Regions from separate parts of the Mus musculus genome. Here region 1 is linked to region 2. Evidence: chromatin contacts called from public promoter capture Hi-C data. All regions are on one chromosome and are shown on one strand. Each heading gives the region's core, a stretch centred on a gene start, on an enhancer-like site or on the middle of the called end of the contact. The rest is flanking DNA. Distances are from core to core; before and after follow the strand shown.

What was found. Promoter capture Hi-C pulls out the DNA fragments that hold promoters and counts their contacts.
Region 1: a promoter capture Hi-C map of hippocampal neurons shows a contact between it and region 2, with 10 times the contacts expected there. The contact joins the promoter of Ube3c here to the promoter of 9530036O11Rik in region 2. A contact is called at or near these places in 7 of 39 promoter capture datasets (the 3T3-L1 cell line, cranial neural crest, embryonic stem cells and 3 more), 4 of 115 datasets of contacts at active chromatin or transcription factors (astrocytes, embryonic forebrain, embryonic stem cells and 1 more) and 1 of 9 other capture datasets (embryonic stem cells).

The regions. Positions count from the first base shown.
Region 1 is chr5:29,567,610-29,573,861 of GRCm38.p6, reverse strand. It overlaps Ube3c (ubiquitin protein ligase E3C), which reads right to left and starts at 4,620. Exons shown (of 23, transcript NM_133907.3): 1 at 4,282-4,620. The coding sequence starts at 4,347.
Region 2 is chr5:28,462,627-28,468,695 of GRCm38.p6, reverse strand. It overlaps 9530036O11Rik (RIKEN cDNA 9530036O11Rik), which reads right to left and starts at 1,712. Exons shown (of 7, transcript NR_015562.2): 1 at 1,348-1,712. Shh (sonic hedgehog) reads left to right here and starts at 1,595. Exons shown (of 3, transcript NM_009170.3): 1 at 1,595-2,235. The coding sequence starts at 1,933.

The DNA.
Region 1 (6,252 bases), core at 3,371-5,870, 1.1 Mb before region 2:
TCCCCACCCAACACTGCAAAAGAATATTAAGAATAAAGAGTACTCATTAGTATTTACCCAAATTCAAAACTTACATACACACAAGTGTTTATAGTGGTTTTATTCATAATTGCCCTAAATTTGGAAGTACTCATGAGTCTTTCAATACAGCTGAATAAGACAAACTGGTATATATCATGAAATATTATTAAATGGGAGAAGTGTTATCAAGCTACAAAACATAAGCCAACTGCTAAGTCTAAAATATCAATTTGCAGGTCTAGGTGTGATGACTCATGAGAAGCTTAACACAGGAAAGTTGCTGCAAGTTTTAGACCAGCTTGGGCTACCTAGGGAGAGCTTGTATTTAAGGAAAAAAAAAAAGATAATTTATAAAAGTCAAACCACAGAAAATGTTTTTTTAACATCAATAACAGAAACCGAAGACTGTAGTAAATAGAAGAGGTATTTGAGAACTTTGTTCCTACTCATTTTTCTATAAACCTTAAACTACTCTTAATATATGCAGCATACTATTAATACAAAATAAGATGCAGGCTAGTGGAATGGCTCAGCAGGTAAAGGTACTTACAGCCAAACCTGACATCCTGAGTTCGATCACTGGAACCACACAGAAGAGAGATAGAACTGACTTCCACAGATGTCCATAGGTATGCTCTGGCACTCATGTGCCCACACAAATGCACATGCACATAAGGTAAGTATTATTTAAAAAATTGAAATAAAATAGCTAGCAAGGTATGGAAAGATATGGAGGAACTTTAAAATGCATATAAAAGTGAAAGAAGTTGTTCTGAAAGTCTGTGTTTTAGGATTCCAACACTGACATTTTGGGGAAAGCGAACTCTATGTAGACAGGATTACCAAAGGTAGGCAGAGGGAGAGCAGTGGCTAGGCTGAGAAATGGGGTTTAAAGGCAATGAGAACTATTCTGTATGATGTTGGGTTAGGGTTAGGTCATTATAGTAATCACTTGTCAGAATCTTAAGATGCAGAGCACTGTGGACTTCAGCTGACAATGTTACATGGGAACAAATTCAACACATAGGGCCTCTACCACCTACTCCACTATCTGTAGCCTGCTCTGGAGGCTAAAGCAAGAGCAAACATTGAAATGACTATAATTCAACTACCATAGCTATGGAAACCTGCAAAGGTAGTGTTAAAGTCATTCCTCCTACCTACAACTTTTCTACATCCACACACACTCTCACTTTCAATGTGAAAGTAGTTCTCAACTGTATACACCTGGTTTTTCCAGGTTCTTCCCTATATTTTTACTCCTTGCCTCCCCTCATCTTTCTTTGCCCCATTCTATAAAACTTGGTCAAGTTGTCCTATCACCCAAACCTTCTTTAGACTTCAAATTCTTTCTCCTTGACATCCATTCAATCTTTTGGTCTTTTAAGAGAGGCATTGTACAGCCCCCTCCATTCCTTGCCTAACTGCAGTCTTGACTACAGCTCCTGTTACCCTAAGGGGCACACTCACTAGTCACCTGTCTTCCAGTCTCAAGTCTAAATTATGGTGTTATCTGGAGGCATTCAGCATTCAACACTTCTGGCTCACTTCTTCCTCCTATAAACTCATTTCCCAGACATCAGTCTTCTTAGGTCTCCAAGGTATACTTGGGATACTTCTTGTCCCAAACTTGAATCAGCAACTAAGCCAACTGGTTCACTGACATCCCTCATACCTCCATGTCTACTCAGATTTCTCAGGTTCCACACATGTCTGAACCCCACAGGAACCTTGGCATTCTGTTCCTCTGTCTTCTCCTAGCTTAAGCACACACCTGGAATAATCTGTACTGAAGATTTCCTCAACTCACCCCTCAGAGGTTGAGACTCAGCTCACAGGTGGAAACCATGATCCAGCCAAGATTTCCTCTCCAGAAGATTGCCTTGGAGATCAAGGCACTCAACTAGGAAACCATATATGGGCACTGCTTGGCTAGAATAAAATAAATGGACAGGACCTATATACAGAGACAAAGTCAAGAATGCAACTCAAAGAGAATAGCTGACCTAAACTACCTTGGTACCGGTAGCATAGAAACTGGACAGTTTTTGACTTGCACATTTTATGAAATATCATCATGCCTCTCACAGGCTTTTTGTTTATTTGCTTTTCTGCACTTCGTTTCAATGGATTTTTGTACTTGCAATCAAACTGACTACTAAGATAGTCTTCTATACACACACAAAGCTACCAAATAAACTGTGCCATGAGGATGTATCCTGATTTCAGAAGCACTGACCCAGAGCTGGGCCTGTTGCTGCATTCCTGTCTGTGATTCCTGCACTTGGAAGGCAGAGGCAGAAGGACTGTACATAAATCTGAGGCCAGAGTGGGCTACACAGTGAGTCTGAGGCCAGTCGGATTCCAGTATAAGGTCCTGTCTCAAACAATATACATGTAGATAATGGTAGAACTGAAGCACTGGAACCCACCACACACCTACTTCAAACTTTCTACATTGTCCCTTCAAACCCATCCTACTACTTCCCACCTTTCTAGAGCATGTCAACCAATTCTGTGTTTCTGTATTAGCCTGAAAGAAGTACAAAAACAATTGAAATAAACAAACAAAAAAACCAGTCATTAGTACACCATAACTTTTCAAGGTTTAAATCTTATCTCCCCAACAAACTCCCCAATAAACTCATCAAGTCTTGGACTTTTCCAGCATATAGTTCTTAAAGATAATAAACATAAAAATATTCATTAACTTTGAAAAAGGAAAAGATCAATTTTCCACTAAGCTGAAGAAGGGAAAGATTTCAAATTATAATTTAAGACATGAATGAAGTATACTAGAATGGCCATTAATTCCAAAGACTCTTAATATCACTTACTGGCCAGGATCTGAGTCAGTGGTGCCCTCAGACTGCTGGCTGTAGGGTAGTGGGCACATCAACTCGGGAAGTAACGGGCAGTGTGCACCAGCAGAACACAGTGTAAGCAACATCCACCAAAGCACCCATGAAAACCAGGATGGGTTAATTATGGTTTTTTCAGGTCCTGAACTAACAGGGACACAGTGGGATGGAAGAATCTATCAAAGAAAGCACCTAGCTCAAGAAGCAAGGCACAGAGGCTGACCAAGCTTCATCTGACCTCGTTTGCACGAAGCTCAACGTTAAAAGTGACCTGTAGAAACTGGTCAGAAAAGCAGTTTGCTTGGTGAAGAACAATTATGGGTAGGATGGGACATTCGTTTTCAGGAGTGACCATTTACAAATGTGTGTCCAGATAAAAATCCTTTATAAAATGAAGCTGGAGCAAAGGCTCAGCAACACTGCTCTCAAACGTACAATAATTTGGGGGAAAAAAAAAGACAAAAAATTTTACATTAAAGGGCTAGGGAGATGGCTAAGCAGTTAAGGTCACTTATTGCTTTTACTGAGGGTCTGGGTTTTCTTCCTACTACCCACATGTCAACTCACAAGTGTCCTTAACTCCAGTTCCAGGAGATCGGAAGCCCTCTTCTGACCTCTGCGGGAACTAAGCAAGCCTGTGGTGCACATTACATACATGCAGGCAAACACTCATATGTATAAATTTTTAAAATAAAGCTTTAAAATTTCGCCTAATGGGAAAAAAAAATCCTTTTAACAACTCTAGGGATCCTGTCTGGATTCCGGGCTCGGCCTAGAGCATCACGGCCGATTGCCTTCATCCTTCAGACAGCCCCAAAAAGCCGACCAGTGTCAAAACCATCACCAAGCAAAGGTCCAAAAGCGACCGGGGCCTCAGGCCTCAGGCAGGCAAAACTCTGTATTGCTCCGAGTGGGGCAAGCTAAAGCGCGATGCAGATTACAAAGACCTTGTCCTACCTGCCCCCTCCCACTTCACAGGCACGAGGGACTCTTCCCTAAGCTGTTCTTGAGGGCAAGGCACTCACTCCAAGCTTTGTGAGGAGCGGGTATGTCAAGTTTATAGCTTGTAAAGAGTTCTTAAAGGGCGGAATGGGGGCGGGGGCACCTGCCTCGCCCTGCTGGACAGCTAACTGTGTAACGCCCCCAGCCAGACTGCCAGTGCACGTGCTTCCAGGTCAAAACTGCGGCCCTTGGGCAGGCGGCCGCGAGGTCGCAATGAATGACCCAGCCGCTCAGTCCGCGGCTCGACAGCGCTCCTCTGGAGCCTCCTCACAAACCTGTCAGGACTGCACCGCAGCCGCACCCGGCTGGAGCTCGCTCCACACCTTACAGCGGAGCAGCGCCGCCTGGGTGCTGTCAGACCCGGGTTCGGTTAACACCTCGGGCCGCACCGCCTCACCTTCCTGCTCGCGCCACCGAGAGACACTTTGGGCCTTGTCTTGAAGTCGCCTTCGAAGCTGAACATCTTCGCCGCTTATCCCATCTGCGCGGCCCGGCAGGCAGCGGAGCGGCCGGGGGCGGGCCCGGCGGGCTGGGCGGGGCCCGGCAGGGTCGCGGCCTCGCTGTCCCGCGCCGCCCCCCCCGAGGCTCAGCGCTCTCCGCCCTGCACGCGGGCGCGAGCGCGGCGACGCTGGAGGCCGGCCTGTCCCCGCTGCTTATTTATCCACAGCGCGCCACCGTCAAGCGAGGGACGCCCCGACTCGCGCCTGCACCGCGCTGCCGTAGGTACCAAGATGGTGACCGCCCGCACTGCGCGCGCGGTCCCGTGAACGTGCGCGGTCATCGACGGCGCGGCGCTCCTCCCGGCAGCCCCCGCGAGCGCGGGCACCGACGCCAGGGCCGCCATCGATAATACGGTGCTCCTCCCGGCAGCCCTTGGACTTGCCTGCGTGCGCGGCTCCGCGGGTGCAACATCCTTCCGCGCGTGCGTCATGCCACCAGACGATTTCCGCCGCCCGCCGCCCATTGACGCCGACCGGGTCGCGCGCACTGCTGGAGACCGGAAGCCCTGCATAAGAGGCCGCTTTCACCCTCCAGCTAGATGTGGGGGAACAGGTTACTAATGCAGAGACTCTACACCATGACAGACAGAGACGAATAATATATGTTATACGAACAAAGGTATTCGTGAACACACACCATACAAATACACAAATGCACACCAACAAATGAAAGTTATATTCATATATATATTCACATATTCATATATATATATATAAATGCATGCCAAATGTATAAATGCATCATAAATACATAATGCACAAATATACCCTATCATATATCTATACACTTATGCATGTTTAATATATGTATGTACATGTATAAAAACGTGCTATTACATATACATAAGCACAAACATAAATATACACAAAGTAATGTAAATGAATCGATGTCATATACAACATATATACATACACATATGTCATACAAACCAACATAAATATATATCATGTATGCATGCATATATACACATATACATATGCATAAAACAGTATGCATATACATAGAGTTTAACACAAATACATGCCATGGCATGCATAAAAAAAATATATATTATGCATATATGTCATGTACATGCACAGTATTATATAGTATATGCTCTGTGTACATACATATATGTTATGTATATTGTGTATACACAAGTATATATACAGATACATAAATATATCACATACACATGCATTACCATGTGCACATGATAGAAGACATCTTGTTTTGCTTTGTTTTTGTTTCTTCTTCAAAAGATTTATTTATATGTATGAATATTTGACCTGCATGTATATTACGTGTCTGTGAATTATGTGTGTGTGCTTGGTACAAGACAGTGCATTGGATCTCTTGGAACTGGAATTGCCATGTAGGATCTGGAACTGAAACCAGTTCTTCTGCAACAAGTGCTCTTAACTTATGAGCCATGTCTCCAGCACAGTTTAATTTTTTGTTTTTGAAATAAGGTCTCACTGTATAGCCCTAGCTGGCCTGGACCTCACAGTGATCCTCTATCCACTGCCTGTTAGTGTTAGGATTAAAGATCTGTACCACCATACAAGCCAGTCCTCTTTTTAATTAAAAAAATGTACATTTTAGTTTACTTAGTGTTTATGGGGTAGGGTGCATGCCATGATGTGCATGTGGAGGTCAGAGTACAACTTGTCTCTCTTTCCACTATATGGGTACCAGGAATCAAACTCAGGTCATAAGACTTGGTAGCAAGCAACTGGTACTTTTCATCTGTTCTATCATTTTACCAGTTCTCTCTCTCTCTCTCTCTCTCTCTCTCTCTCTCTCTGTCTCTCTCTCTCTCTCTCTCTCACTGGCTCTGTGTGTGTGTGTGTGTGTGTGTGTGTGTGTGTATGTACACATATTTGAA
Region 2 (6,069 bases), core at 463-2,962:
CTAAGAATCTGTACTTGGTCCTCATAAATCAAAGGATAGAAAACTCCAGAGAGGGCAGGTGTGCGGGCTTTAGTCAACCCTTCCAAGCCTGGGATGGTGAGGCTCTGCCATACTGCCATTGAGACTCACAGTAGACAGTAGCAAGCACTTTCCTCGCCTCACACTAACTCAAAAGCAACCAAGTTTCTAAGTCCTCTGAAAACCCCACTGCCAGCTGAGCTTCAGGTTTGCTGGGCTCTCCCTGCACTGGGACAGGATCAAGAGCCAGAGGCTGGTCTCATGGGATAACACTGGAGGACTCGGTCCCTAAGCAGGTATTCCATTCCACATAAATAGTTCGCCCATCCTAGAGGAATCTTGCCTGTGAGTAGGATGGGAGAAAAGCCAGAGCAGATTTCTATGATCTATAAAAACAAAGCGTTTCACATTCTATTTTTCTGGTTCAACTAAGACTTTTCTGGAAATTTTTCTTTTTCCTGAAAGAGTGTTGGACACCCCAAGAGTAGTGACCTCTAGACAGCATATCCTCTTCTAAGATGCCCCTTATGGCCAGAACACTGTCCTCTAGATCCCTAACACCTTCAGTCTGCAGGCCCTACACCTAGCCAGCTTCTTTCCTTGAAAATTAGCTTGCAAAGCTCCTGTGAAATACAACTGTGTTAAGGAGCCTGAATTCCACATCAACTTACCCCAGCCCTGCACTTTGCTAGGATAGATTGGAAGGGGTTCTTCACGCATGCAGCCTTGCCCACTTTCAGTTGCCCCAGGCAGATCACCTCTACCCACCAAGCACACACCAGCTGCCCTCCATGCTGGGGTGCAGCACATAGACCCACTGAACCTATGTACCCCACCACATTCTGCAGACACTCTTTACCTGCCCCTCAGCTGGGATGCATCCATCCACCTGCAGAGGCTTGAATGTGGTGCAGTCAGTGAGATACAATAAAGGACAGTATTTTAGGGCACTTAAAACAGCAACTCTTTAGGTTGTGGCCACCTGTGATTATCCTCTATCTAAAGATGCTAAATATTCAGGAGATGCTCAGGTGAGCTGTTTTCACAACCCCGTGACGTCTGTCCTGTACACTCACATCTGGGGATGGGGTGTAAATAAGGCAAACAGGAGGGAGGCAGCGTTGCCCTCAAACAATTGAGAGGCTGTTTTATGGTCAAAGCTTGTGGGGGGGGGGGGAGCATCTGGACTGTCCTTTAAAAACTTATGCTGGCTTTAACCAAAGCATCTTCCATTTAGAGAAAGTAAGGGGGAAGCAGCCCTGAGCACAAAGCAGGCAGTGCGGGGTATTTTTCCAATAAACAGGCCTCCTCCCTCCCACCCACCTTTACCTTAGTAAAGACTTTCTTTCTTTCTTTCTTTCTTTCTTTCTTTCTTTCTTTCTTTCTTTCTTTCTTTCTTTCTCTCTTTCTTTCTTTTTTAAACTGGAAGCCTTCAGGTGAAAATAAAGCCACAGCAGCCAGAGGGGGGAGAAATGTAGTCTTTCTCAGGGTTAACATCAGAAGACAAGCTTGTGCGGCTTGGCCAATCAGATGCGCCCCTGCCAGCTATAATATAGTGCGAAAGGCAGCCTGTCTCACAAGCTCTCCAGCCTTGCTACCATTTAAAATCAGGCTCTTTTTGTCTTTTAATTGCTGTCTCGAGACCCAACTCCGATGTGTTCCGTTACCAGCGACCGGCAGCCTGCCATCGCAGCCCCAGTCTGGGTGGGGATCGGAGACAAGTCCCCTGCAGCAGCGGCAGGCAAGGTTATATAGGAAGAGAAAGAGCCAGGCAGCGCCAGAGGGAACGAACGAGCCGAGCGAGGAAGGGAGAGCCGAGCGCAAGGAGGAGCGCACACGCACACACCCGCGCGTACCCGCTCGCGCACAGACAGCGCGGGGACAGCTCACAAGTCCTCAGGTTCCGCGGACGAGATGCTGCTGCTGCTGGCCAGATGTTTTCTGGTGATCCTTGCTTCCTCGCTGCTGGTGTGCCCCGGGCTGGCCTGTGGGCCCGGCAGGGGGTTTGGAAAGAGGCGGCACCCCAAAAAGCTGACCCCTTTAGCCTACAAGCAGTTTATTCCCAACGTAGCCGAGAAGACCCTAGGGGCCAGCGGCAGATATGAAGGGAAGATCACAAGAAACTCCGAACGATTTAAGGAACTCACCCCCAATTACAACCCCGACATCATATTTAAGGATGAGGAAAACACGGGAGCAGACCGGCTGATGACTCAGGTAGAGACCCATTGCGGGTGGGAAACAGACTCCTTCCCGGGAGGGGGGGGGGGTGCGTGTGACCAAGCAGTCAGCCCTGCTCTGTTTGCTCTTTGGGCAGGTAGGAAGGCGGCTTGCTCTCTCCTTCCCCACCCACCTGCCCACCTAGCACTCCTCTTCCGGGAGGAAAAAGGAGGTGAAGGGTCCAGCAGGAAGTTTAGGGTTTGCTGGAATGGGGCACCAGAAGATGGGGTTCTCTATCTTATTAGTCTCATTTTATTAGTCTCATTTAATTAGTCTCCCGGGACGACCTCCTCTAACTACCTGTATTCTAGCTTGAAACTTAGAAAGACCTTTACTCTGAGGGAGTCTGCCCTTTCCAAGTGGAGGCAGAAAATGGAGGGAGAGGGGATGCCCCTATACACTTCAAAGGGCCTCCAGGTCACTGCAAACATAGCCTGGAGCATTTCGTCCCCTAGCTCCTACCTTTTCCTTTTCTGTGTTTTTCTCCCAAGACCACCCCACCCTTTACCCCACCACCACCAAAGAACTGTAACTGAGAAAGCCTGGGGGCAGTTCTGACAAAAGGCAGGAGCTCCAGAGGCGCCCGTCTTGTCCCCACTGTATCGCGTAGCCTGACTGCGATCCCATCGTCCTCAATTGTGCCGGTCAGAGAATGTATTGATATTTCTTTAAGGATGCTCCTCATTTCTCCAGAGCCCGCGGTACCTTAGGGGAGGGACTTGGAACTTGCTGGCTTTGCAATCGCTTTAATTTTTAACCTGCTTGCATAAGAATTAAAAGCGAATAAATATTCGGCGACGAGGGTGGATGGACAGACGGCAAAGCAAAGCACGAGCCTCTCTTCCCATCCCACCTCCTTTGAGATTTCCAGGCTGCCAATCTCCCAGCCAAATCGAGACTTTCTGAAACTCCATGCACGTATGACTGGAGCTGGAAATGGGTTTCCTTGCAAATATAGGTCAGCATCCTTTTTACTGCCCTATTAAAATATTCAAGTCCTACCTTTAGGGCTAGGTGCGCCGAGCGGCTGGCGGAGCGGCGCTGGCGGGGCGCAAGTGCAGGGGGCGGGGGCTGGAGAAAACAAGAGTGGAACAGCCCGCGCGACGCGACGCGCATCTCGCCACCGGGTACCTGCTGTATGGGAAGCCTAGGAGACTAGCCTTAGGGTGGCGGGCCAGAACTGGAGCAAAGAGGAATCGTGGAGACTGAATACAGGGCTGTTCTCCCTCCATCTTCTCCCTCCATCTCCCTCATCTGCTCCCGACCACCTTAAATCTGGACCGCGAGTGTGGGCGCGCGCGCGCGGGGGAGCCGGAGAGCTGCGCGAGCTACAGTTAACTCTGCGCGGACCGCGGGGCGCCCGACTGGTGTGGCTTGAAGGAGCGAGTTCTCTCTCTGGCTCCGGGCACCCATCCCCTGGTTGGGTGCCCCGGGGGGGGGGGGGCGTCTCAGGATGAGGAGGTCCTTGGAAAGGTGTGAGGAGGTAAAAGATTACTGATGCAAAGAGGCCAGGCGTGGACACGTAGGGTACCTCAGCCCGGATGGGTCTGCAGGGGGGTCTTCGGCGGTCTGGCTCCGGTGCCCAGAGCGCCGGGCCTCTGCGTGTCGCAGAGCTGCAAGAGCGCTGAGCCACGGTAGACGCCTTTCAGCTCCACTTACTCCTGCGTTATCGATCCCGGGACTAGGGTTGCAGCGCGCTCGGGGGTTGGGGGTGGGGGCGAGCTCCGGCGGCTTGTCCCTGGCTCTGCACGCGCGGAGCGCGCCCCGCCAGAGCGCAGGGCTCCGAGCGCGCTCTCTCCCTAGGGCGCGCAGGCAGGGGTTGAGCCGCGAGGAGTCGCAAGGCAGGGAGCCCCGCGGGCCTGACCTGGACTGCAACCCCGCCGCCTTCGCGGCCCTTCGGCCTCAGCGCCCTAAACGGAGACCACCAGTTACGTCCTTTCCCTCACGCTGATCCTTCCAGCCCGGTACCCGGGGCTCAGCGGCCCTACACCGGATCACTCTCGCCTCCACCGCCGCCGCGTGCGCGCGCGCGCGCGCGCGCGCGAGCAGCATTTGAACTTCTGACCTTCTGTCAAGTTCCTTCAGACGAACGAAACGAAAACACATACTTTTTTCCCCTGGGCAGTAGCCTTTCTGATTCCCAACCCAAAAAGAGGGGGTAGAGACAGCAAAAGTGGGGGTGGGGAAGGCCAAGCCAAGGATCTTCTCACCCACCCTGCAAAAATCCACCAAAATAAGGGTGGCTGTAAAGGTGGCCGTCCAAAAATTTCCTCTTAGTACAACCCTCGGCGGCTTCTTATTCCGGCTTGGCAGAGTTAAGAGGGGATGGGAAGGAAGAAGGTGGCCAGACGACAAGACTAGAGGTAAAGGGTGAAGCGGGGTGGGGGAGGGGATAGGGGGGAGAACCTTGGGTCTCAGGAACCTGCCATTGGTCGTCCCCACCCTCCTTTAACAACCACCTGGTTCGGCCCAAGGTGCCACTCTCTTCAGTCTCTCCTGCCTCCCAGTCTGTTTCTCTAAGGTGACTGAGCCCAAGTCCCTCAACCATGGCAGGACCGTCCCCAGTGGAACTTTCTGAGCAGTTCTGGATCGCAGGAGCTCCTAGTTAATATTAACTCCGGAGAGGGAAGCGCAGACAGACACTCTTCCAGCACAGTCCAGGCCCCAGAGAGTGCCAGGCTGTTGTGCCCGCGGCCAAGGGGCTGGGGTGGGAGGCAGCGAGGGGCCTGATCTGCAGGCTCTGCAGGCTGAAGTGGGAGGGGGGAACACCTGAAGAGCCAGGTTGAATAATTTCCTACGTGCTTAGGGGTTAGTCAGGAAAAAGAGGCCAGGTGTGGGTTTGAAGAATAGTTTTCTGCTTTGAAGAGTTGGGTCTGTCCCCGCCCCCCAGTTAGGGGAAGAGTGGAGTGCATTTAGAGAACGGAGTCTCTTGAAGTGAGACACCACCTCCCTCACAATATGGGGAGCCCATCTTTGGATGTGACAGCCCCTGCTCTGAGCCCCTGGACTGCACTGGTGTAGATCCGGGAGGTGAGCTGGAGGCTTCAGGAACAACTTGGCCTCCGCAGACACAAAGCTGGGCCCCAGTGACCCTGCTGGGCTTCACGGTGGCTGCACAGAGTCGGGCTTGATTAGCGGCACACGACCCAATGAATTAATAACCGGGCTGAGCTTCAATTGCCTTGCCTGCGACATTCCCTCCCATCGCTGGCGGGGAGTACCCTGAATCTGCCTGCTGAGCTGCGCTGGGCCTGGTGCCGGGGAAGACTCTGGGGCACCAGGTACCAATTCGGTAACCATCAGAGTTGGCCTCTCCGCGCCTAAAGCCTGTCTCGGCCCAGAGCTCCTTGTCTGGGGTCCCCCGTGTCTGCTTTAGTGGCGCCGCTCAGGGTACTGGGCTCCAAAACCCTATCCATCCTACCCTCGCTCTTCCCTACTGCCGGATGGGAAGCTTGTTAAAGCCACATCGCAAGCTTTTCCCTCACCCCATTGAAAGAAGGGAGCGAGGTGAAGTGCAGGCTGGAATGAAGAAGGAGATAAGCAGAATGTACCACGGTGTGCGCCTGCGCGCAGCGGCTCTGATTCTCTATTCTAAACTGACCCTGGTTCAGTGACTGATTTTCATGTAAAACAGATTCAGTCCCCCAGATTGAACTCCAACTCGGTCCTTCGGACTTTCCTCTTCAGGAAAACCGCTGGCAGCCCAGAAACCTGCCAGAGCGGACCTGTTGTTACTGCATCCCTTCCATCTGTTGTGCTTTGAACTCTACAGCCCTGTTCTTGGGCCTTTTTGTTGCCGGAAAGACTTTTCCTGACACACACACATTTCTC